Linked DNA regions of Mus musculus: region 1 is linked to region 2. A link is a contact called in public HiChIP or PLAC-seq data. All regions are on one chromosome and are shown on one strand. Each heading gives the region's core, a stretch centred on a gene start, on an enhancer-like site or on the middle of the called end of the contact. The rest is flanking DNA. Distances are from core to core; before and after follow the strand shown. Region 1 overlaps Lpp (LIM domain containing preferred translocation partner in lipoma). Region 2 overlaps Lpp (LIM domain containing preferred translocation partner in lipoma).

Region 1 (4,123 bases), core at 1,608-4,107, 80 kb after region 2:
GTGTTATTTGCTTTTCTATTGTTCTGATAAAACACCATGACCAAAGCAACTTATAAAAGAAAGTGGTTAATTGATCTTATGGATTAATAGAGTCCAGGATGGAATAGCAAAGACAAAGTGTGATGGAACAGTTGAGAGCTCATATCTTGAGCTACAAGAAGGCAAATAAAGCAATGGAGGTATGTTAAAGGGCCTTTTGCAGTCTTGAAAGCCACTCCCAATGAGTGACAGACCTCCTCTAACAAACAAATACCTCAGAAACCTTTGCCAACAGTTCTACCAACTGGAGATCAAGTGTTCAAACATATGAGCCCAGGAAGGCTGTTCTAATGCGTACTACGACAGTATTTTGGGGGAGCTGAGTTAGATAGTGATGCCTTTGACAGTCATTTTTTATCAAGGATATAATTTGTGTATGGACCTGGCTTTTATTCCCTATTGAAGCGTAAGAATTCAGTATTCCTGGCTAGAGGGATCAGAAGGAACGAGACAACAGAAGCCATCTCTCCTAACCATGAGCAGCTTAGCTTGGTCTTAGGAATAGGGCATGAGACGTGAAAAATGGTAAATGTACAGACTCAAAACCTGTGCTATCATCTTCTTGCAAATGAGTTGAACGAATTTGTGCTTGTTATTAAAGAATTAGCCTATAAAGCAAAGCATTGTGTTGTGTCCATAAGACTTTGCCTTCAATGATTTTAGGGCCCCATCTTTCAAAAAAGGAATTTGTTCAACAGTTTGTACAGTTTTTCTACCTCTATTTCCTTTTCTTTTGTCTGAATTATTCTGAGAATCTTTGCTGAACATGCTTGTGGTAAATCTGGGCTGATTTCCACCTTAGAGCAGTTTCAGTATAGCCTGGGCCAGTCACCAGCATGGGATAAACTTAAGGTAGTGAGAAGTCTTGTGCATATTGATATTGGAGTCATGTACATTGCTGATTTAAATGATGCCTGATAGACCCATGGGCAGTACATATGGAGTTCTCTGAGAATAGATAGATGCTCTTGACCCAGGAGAAAAGCCTGGCCAGTAGGGTGAATTTGGTATCTGGGTGAGTTTCCAGCAATACACCAGAAACTCGATTACATAAAAGAACATTATTTTTCTTACCTTTACTTTTATTTAGTTTTGGGGTTTACAAGTTTAGTCTCTGAACACTTCATCTCTTTTTGAAATGTACCATTTTAGAAGAGTATAAAGCTGCTTTTCTGGGCTTATGATGGGTAAAATAACAACCTAGTAATAGTCAAATTGTAACTTCTAGATCTTGTGGACAAATTTCTTTATTTGTTTAGTCTCAATGGGCTAAAATGAATAGAGAAAGTTTATATCCTTTCTCGTTTGAGCTTCTAGAGCCTGCCTGCATTCCTTTGTTTATATCCTCATCCACTGTCTGGAAAGCCTGCAATAAATCAGCTCTTTGACTATGCTTTCTTCCATATGGTTCCATCTGATTATACAGGGAGTATTTCTGCTTTGGGGGCCTTGTGTGATTAGATTAGGTCTACCTGGGTAATTCAGGTCTTTGTCTTCATCTCAGATTGTTTATGGTTAACCACATCTTCAGCGTTTATTCTGGCAAATAAAGAAATTTGTCCACAAGATCTAGAAGTTACAATTTGACTATTACTAGGTTGTTATTTTACCCATCATAAGCCCAGAAAAGCAGCTTTATACTCTTCTAAAATGGTACATTTCAAAAAGAGATGAAGTGTTCAGACAGGAAGTAGGCTTTTTCCTTTAGGTAATACATCCTGAGTTTATGTTGATAGTAACAGGGAATTCATTCATTTAGTGCAGACATATGCAGTCTGTTGTGTAATATCTCATTAAGGTCAGTAGCAGGTCCTTGCTAGCCAACAGTGATTTGTAGCGGTTTCCACGGGAAATGAAGTACAGTGGTTACCTGTTCTTGGAACACATTTCAGTATCTTGTATGTTGTAAATGTTCACATCATTATTTTATTCTTTCTCCTTGCTTTGGTTTTGCCCTGATGGGAATACTACTCAAGGTCTAAAGCCTTTCTGAATTTTGTTGTTGTTGGTTGTTATTAGTATGTTTTATTACTGTAACAAAAGACCTGGAGCTAAAATAAAAATTCTTGGAGGTTGACATTCAAGCAATATGGCTCTGTTAACAGCCAAGTTTTTCTGCCCTTACTTCAAGGCAAATGGCATCATGGGAAGAGTGTCCTCATATGCATATATCAGAAGGCAAGGTTTGCCTCCATGAGCATTCATTTCATAATCTGCTTTTTTCACAAGATCCACCTTCTAAAGATTCCCAGCTCAAGAGTATCACATTTACCAAGCTTCCAGTTTATAGACCATGGTAGTGTTCACTAAGACATAGGCCAATCATATTATCGACCTGTGAAAAGTTGCCCTAGCTTTTTCAAGCCGCTTGTAGCCTGCCCAAGAACAGCACGATTATGTGCCTCAGTTACAGTGCAGCCCACGTTGTGGTGCTTCCTGGAGCTGATGTACAGTGACTGAGCCAGCATAGACCTTCAGATATTCACCCCAGGAGCAGTACCCATTCTCCCTGGAATTGTGAACATATTTAGGAAGTCTAATCATCACCTCTGTTTCCTGGTGCCTTTAATGTAAGAATAGGTGATTAACGTGTATGCTTGTCTAAGACTGACTTGTCATACATATGAGCTGGAGAACAGAAATAGATGGAAAGATTTTTGTGATAGATTATGGAAGAGAAGATGTATTGTTAAGTCAAGTCCAGTTACACTGTTGAGTTGCAGAGCAGATCAGCTAAACAGGATGTTCTCTTGTAACTCTCCTGAGGTGGGCTCAACCTCAAAAGAGAAGGTGTGAGTGTGGTGTGCCCTGCCGGAGCCTCTACCGAGTGAGTCACTTATGTGAAAATGTCTTGACATACATAGAATTGTAGAGCCCACACTGTATCTGATCACAGAAATGTTACTGCATAATAGCAAGCTGGCTTTGATCTCCATGGGATTGCAGGCTGGGGGATGAGGAGGGGTGGCTTTTGAAAGGTCACCTCTACTACTCAGGAGAACACAGAGTATCAATCCCTTATATCTGCGAGCTGGTGTAGCAAGCATTGGAAGTGTGTGCATTAAAGGAAAACTGCCATGTATCTTCATGTGTGAATGGGGTGCTTTTTTTTTTTCTGGAAGAGCTTAGCATCCTGACTACTTTCCCTTCTATGTTGTAGTTGATGATATCTCACACCCACTGGTGTGTGAAGAGGAAGAACCTGCTATGCCTACTTTCTGTGTTAGTGATGTGGCATAATGTTTTCTGGAAATGCCACACAATTTCAAATGTGACTCCTTTCTAAACTTGCGAATAGAGTTGACAACAGTGAAATATGTCCTGTAAACAAACCCCGAGACACTATCTTTTGAATGAGTGGTAGTTGAATTTATACCAAATCCCAGAAGTAGGAAGTCCCACATGTGTGGAGTTCTCTCTGCTGCCCGAGGCCCACAAGGGGCAGTGCCGGGAACAAAGCCTGCATCACCTACTTACTCTCATTCCAGTCCAGCACAGCTGAGTCCAAGTTTTATATTCTATTACTCACAATCCAAATCGATGGTAACATATAATATTTTACCTTTATTGAGTAAAACTGCAACTCTCTTCTAAAGGTGATTGCATTGCTATGTGACTTTTTATGCTATTAAATTCTTCTACTCACATCTTATTTCTGGAATTGCAAGAGAAGTAACCGAAGGACTCATTTATCTCTTTTTATGAGGTACTTAGTGGACATTGTTGAATGTTTTCTGGATGGTGAGGGTACAATCACAAATAAAGTGAAATGTACGTCCTTAAAGGGTTCATTTTCCTGTGGGAGAGGATTCAAAAGCAGACAATTATGTACTAAAGTCTAACTAAGTGGTAGAGAGAAAGTTGAAGGTAAAACATAGAGGGGATGGGATGGTCTGGTCATTGCGTTTTTTTCTGGGGTTTCTGGGGAGACACTTAAGATGAGGTAGCATTGGAGCACAGCTACCTAGGTTGTATTGAAACAAGCTATTAGATGCATGTTAAAGGATGTTCCAGACAGGCACGTTTCAATTTTTTGTTATTTTAGGGGATAGAGGAGAAAAGACGGCACAGATTCTAGCCAGCA
Region 2 (3,683 bases), core at 240-2,739:
TTTTGTTGAGTGTGCACACACTGAACTATGGATAACTGTGTGGCTATAGGTAGATAGATATCAAAATTGGAAGGGAACAAATTTGTTTTTGAAAGTGTGTCAGAGTGGAACCCAGCCAGGACAACTTCAATTTTGATAAAAATTAAAACCTTAAAGGAATGAATGGAATTTGAGTAATAAAAGCTCACAGTGATGGTGACGGAAACTGTCAGCCTGCTGTCTTTGTAAAGATGTTATAGATTATCCTATGTGAGCTTGCTTTGAAGCTTTGAATGTAGAAAAGGTAACTGAAAATGTCTATTGTTTAGAAATGTTGTAACTGTGTGTGTGTGTATGTGTGTGTGTGTGTATGTGTGTGTGTATGTGTGTGTGTATGTGTGTGTATGTGTGTGTATGTGTGTATGTGTGTATATGTGTGTGTATGTGTGTATATGTGTGTGTATGTGTGTGTATGTGTGTGTGTATGTGTGTGTGTGTATGTGTGTGTATGTATGTGTGTATGTGTGTGTGTGTATGTGTGTGTGTATGCGTGTGTATGTGTTTGTATGTGTATGTGCTCTTGCATGCTCATGCCTTTGAATGTGTTTCTGTGTGTCTTTATAACTCATGGAATTCAGTTCTCTTTGATGCTTTGGTTTTGTTGATTACATTCAGGTCAACAAGCTTTGTGCTTCTACCTCCAGGGCCCATCTTGAGAGCCCAATAAAAAAATCCCAGGTTGACTCTTCGATGGAGGAATTGATAGAAAAGTAGATTAAATGGTTGCATCTTTCCAGCTGTCTGAAGGAAATATCAATCCAGGATAGCAATGATCCCCCTTGAGAATCTTTACTCGTATCTTATATATTTTACTGTCTTCTCCTTGATTTCTTGGTCTGTTCAGAGGTCTCCTTTTGTAAGAAACTCCTAACTCTTCCTGAAGCTTTAACCACTGGGGTAAATGGGTGGGCAAGCTGAATAGGAGACTCAGGGAAGGGAACTGAAGCCCAACACTTAGTTGTACACACATTGAGCAAACACATGGGTTTTTCATGTTTTCTGCCCTGAGCTGGTTAGGATTGGAAACAGAAAAATGTAATCTTTGCCTGGCTCTTTATAGTAGTAAAGGAATAAGAAATTAAAGCCTGACCAAGAAGGATCTTAAGAGACCTTATCCAAGATGGAGAGATGAATTCAGAACTTTCCCACAAATGATGTAAGGAACTATTGTCTTAATAGGTAACTCAGAACTCTTAAAGAAGTACATTGCAGTGTATCAGCTGCTGCAGGAATGGGTACTGGGCAACCGCCATAGCCCCTCCCTTAAAGGAGGATAAATCCTTTGACTCCATGTGCAAAGGAGCTCAGGGAATACTGATCTGCAGCAGTGAGAGGGTTAAAAAAGTCCATCATTGTATAAGAGGCCCTGCGATCTTGTCTGAACCATGTCAGGATGTTGCCTGCACGCTGTCTTTGCTGATCACAGTAATCCGGTCATAAGAGAAAGAGAAGTAATAAGAGTGTCTCTTAGCAACCAACCCCAGGAGAAAGAGAAAATTACTCAAACTGAGCCATTCAGCTAGGGAAGTAGAAAGAAAAATATTCTGAAAGTCTGAAAATGCTCAAGTTCAGTCTTCAATGCCGCAGACAGAGGTGGCAGGCTGGGGTGGGTGTGTTAGTAACAAAAATCTGTGAGAAATTGAAATGTTCTCTCTTTCGCTTTCCTTCTGTTTCCTGCCACCTCACCCTATAAGATACAGGAGTAAGAAAGGGTGAGCCAAAGAAGGCTAAAAAGTCCTTCTTTCCCACTATAGGACCTGGGTGGTTGAAGCATGGGAGAAGAGAAACGGAACTCACTCACTCTCTCTCTCTCTCTCTCTCTCTCTCTCTCTGTGTGTGTGTGTGTGTGTGTGTGTGTGTGTGTGTGTGTGTGTGTGTGTGTGCCATGCAGGTGCTAATGCATGCATGTGCCTGCATTTGTGTGGTATGTGTGCTCTGGCCTGTTTGTGTGCTCCTGTGTGTGCAGAGATGCATGTGTGTGCACATACACAAACACATCTACGTGTGCAAGTGTGTATGGCAGAGGTTCATTTACCCAGCTTGTCCAGTGGCGATCAGGATTGCTCTTTAGAGGGAGAAGTGTGAAATCTAGGGGTGTGATTCCTTTCTGAAGACTTGCTTTGCCCTTACTGCATACTAATTGGCTCTGTAATGTGTAGGTGTCAGCTGTGAAGCTATGTATGCTTGTACACTTTGTTCTATGATAGTTTTAACCCTGCCCCCTTTTCTTACAAATATCAGTAAGAGGTACATTTTACACTGACAGTTGTGCGTCACACATGTATGTAATTTGAAGTGAGAGTTTCTTTACATATGCTTTTAAGGTATATGTTATTCACTGTACTTTCTATTGTCTGTCATTTTCAAGTGCTGTTGAAGCCCACTGAACTGATATTGTGGTCCTTCATGAGTGAGTATCTTTTCCCCTCTGATGAAACTAGAGGGTAAATTTAGAATTTGCCTTAAATTTTGATTTGATCAAAGTGTCACAAAGCAAGTATAGTCATGGAGAAGAATCCTGGGGCAAAACTGTAATATTCAGGGTCATAGTTACTTTAAATTCTTTTTTTTTTCTGTTAAGTCACCATATCCTAATAGCTTAGCTGGCTTCCATTTATGGAAGTAAACCCAAGGCACTTCCTCTAGACTGTCAGTGTGTAGAAGCAAGTCACGAGGTAGCCAGGAATCACTGCGTTGGGTAATTTTGCACGTCACTCCGGTTTGTAACATACTGGAATCTGGAGCGGGAAGTGGCCTTGCAAATCATTCAGTCTTATGCATTTCTAAGATTCAATTTCAGAAAAACACTGATTGACTTCTGCCTCTCTATAAGGATGTTATGAACTAATATTTATAATTTAGTTATATTAATAATATTATAGGGGAATATTAGATATATGTATATACATGTATATATATAAAGTTATAGATATACGAGTGTGTGTGTTGTATGCATGTGTGTGAGTATGATCTTCGGGAAAGTGCGACTTGTTGAAAACTATGTGTGGTGGAAAATTCAACGTGGGAAAAAAAACAGAAAAGAGGGTTTGAAATAATAGTCTCAAGGTTGCAAAAGTCTAGAAAGAGAAAGCCTTTGTATCAGGTCCCCTGGACATGAGAATACTTGGAGACCATATTTGTTAGTTCATGGAGAGAGAGAGAGTCAAGTAGAGTACATGTCGTAAGTAATTTGAAAAGGGAAATTCTTTTTGCTCCCTTGAGTTTGTTGCAGTGATTTCACACTCATCAGTTTCGGTATTTTTCTATATTGTGTAACGTATTTTGTCCCCTACTAGCCTGCATGTCTCATTGCCAGCTGCTTGATGGCAAGGTGGGGTTTCATTAGTAGTGGGCAGTATGACTGGCTCTTGGAAACCATTCTTACATAAAGATATGGTGTACATGCCCTCGGAGTTGGAAGAAAATAAACAGGGACCTACAAATTAATATCTGTTGTCTTTTTGTAACAAATGACACTTGAATTTTGTTGCTGCTTTTCTATTTTCTTAAGGCAGAAATTTTATTTGATTGCACTTTTTAGTAGTTTATTGGCCACAGAAAGACCCTCTGTTAGTGCGTATGCTAGAGATATTCTCAAGTGATGTCCCCTTCTGAGCCAGACTGAGCTTTGTAATTAAACGAGA

The links. HiChIP or PLAC-seq counts read pairs in DNA pulled down with a chosen protein or histone mark.
Region 1: a BATF HiChIP or PLAC-seq map of CD8 T cells shows a contact between it and region 2, with 8 read pairs. The contact joins two enhancer-like sites. A contact is called at or near these places in 1 of 15 datasets of contacts at CTCF or cohesin (CD8 T cells) and 2 of 115 datasets of contacts at active chromatin or transcription factors (CD8 T cells and memory CD8 T cells).

What each region holds. Positions count from the first base shown.
Region 1 is chr16:24,701,589-24,705,711 of GRCm38.p6, forward strand. The region is part of intron 7 of Lpp (LIM domain containing preferred translocation partner in lipoma); the gene reads left to right. Among named protein-coding and RNA genes, the nearest start is that of Mir28a, 120 kb to the right of the region's middle. Within about 2 kb of position 2,858, at least 21 of the 459 cell types and tissues checked have an H3K27ac peak or open chromatin away from gene starts, as enhancers often do. A contact at or near this core is called in CD8 T cells and memory CD8 T cells, where this site is marked.
Region 2 is chr16:24,623,057-24,626,739 of GRCm38.p6, forward strand. All of the region lies in intron 5 of Lpp (LIM domain containing preferred translocation partner in lipoma), which reads left to right. Among named protein-coding and RNA genes, the nearest start is that of Mir28a, 200 kb to the right of the region's middle. Within about 2 kb of position 1,490, at least 69 of the 459 cell types and tissues checked have an H3K27ac peak or open chromatin away from gene starts, as enhancers often do. A contact at or near this core is called in CD8 T cells and memory CD8 T cells, where this site is marked.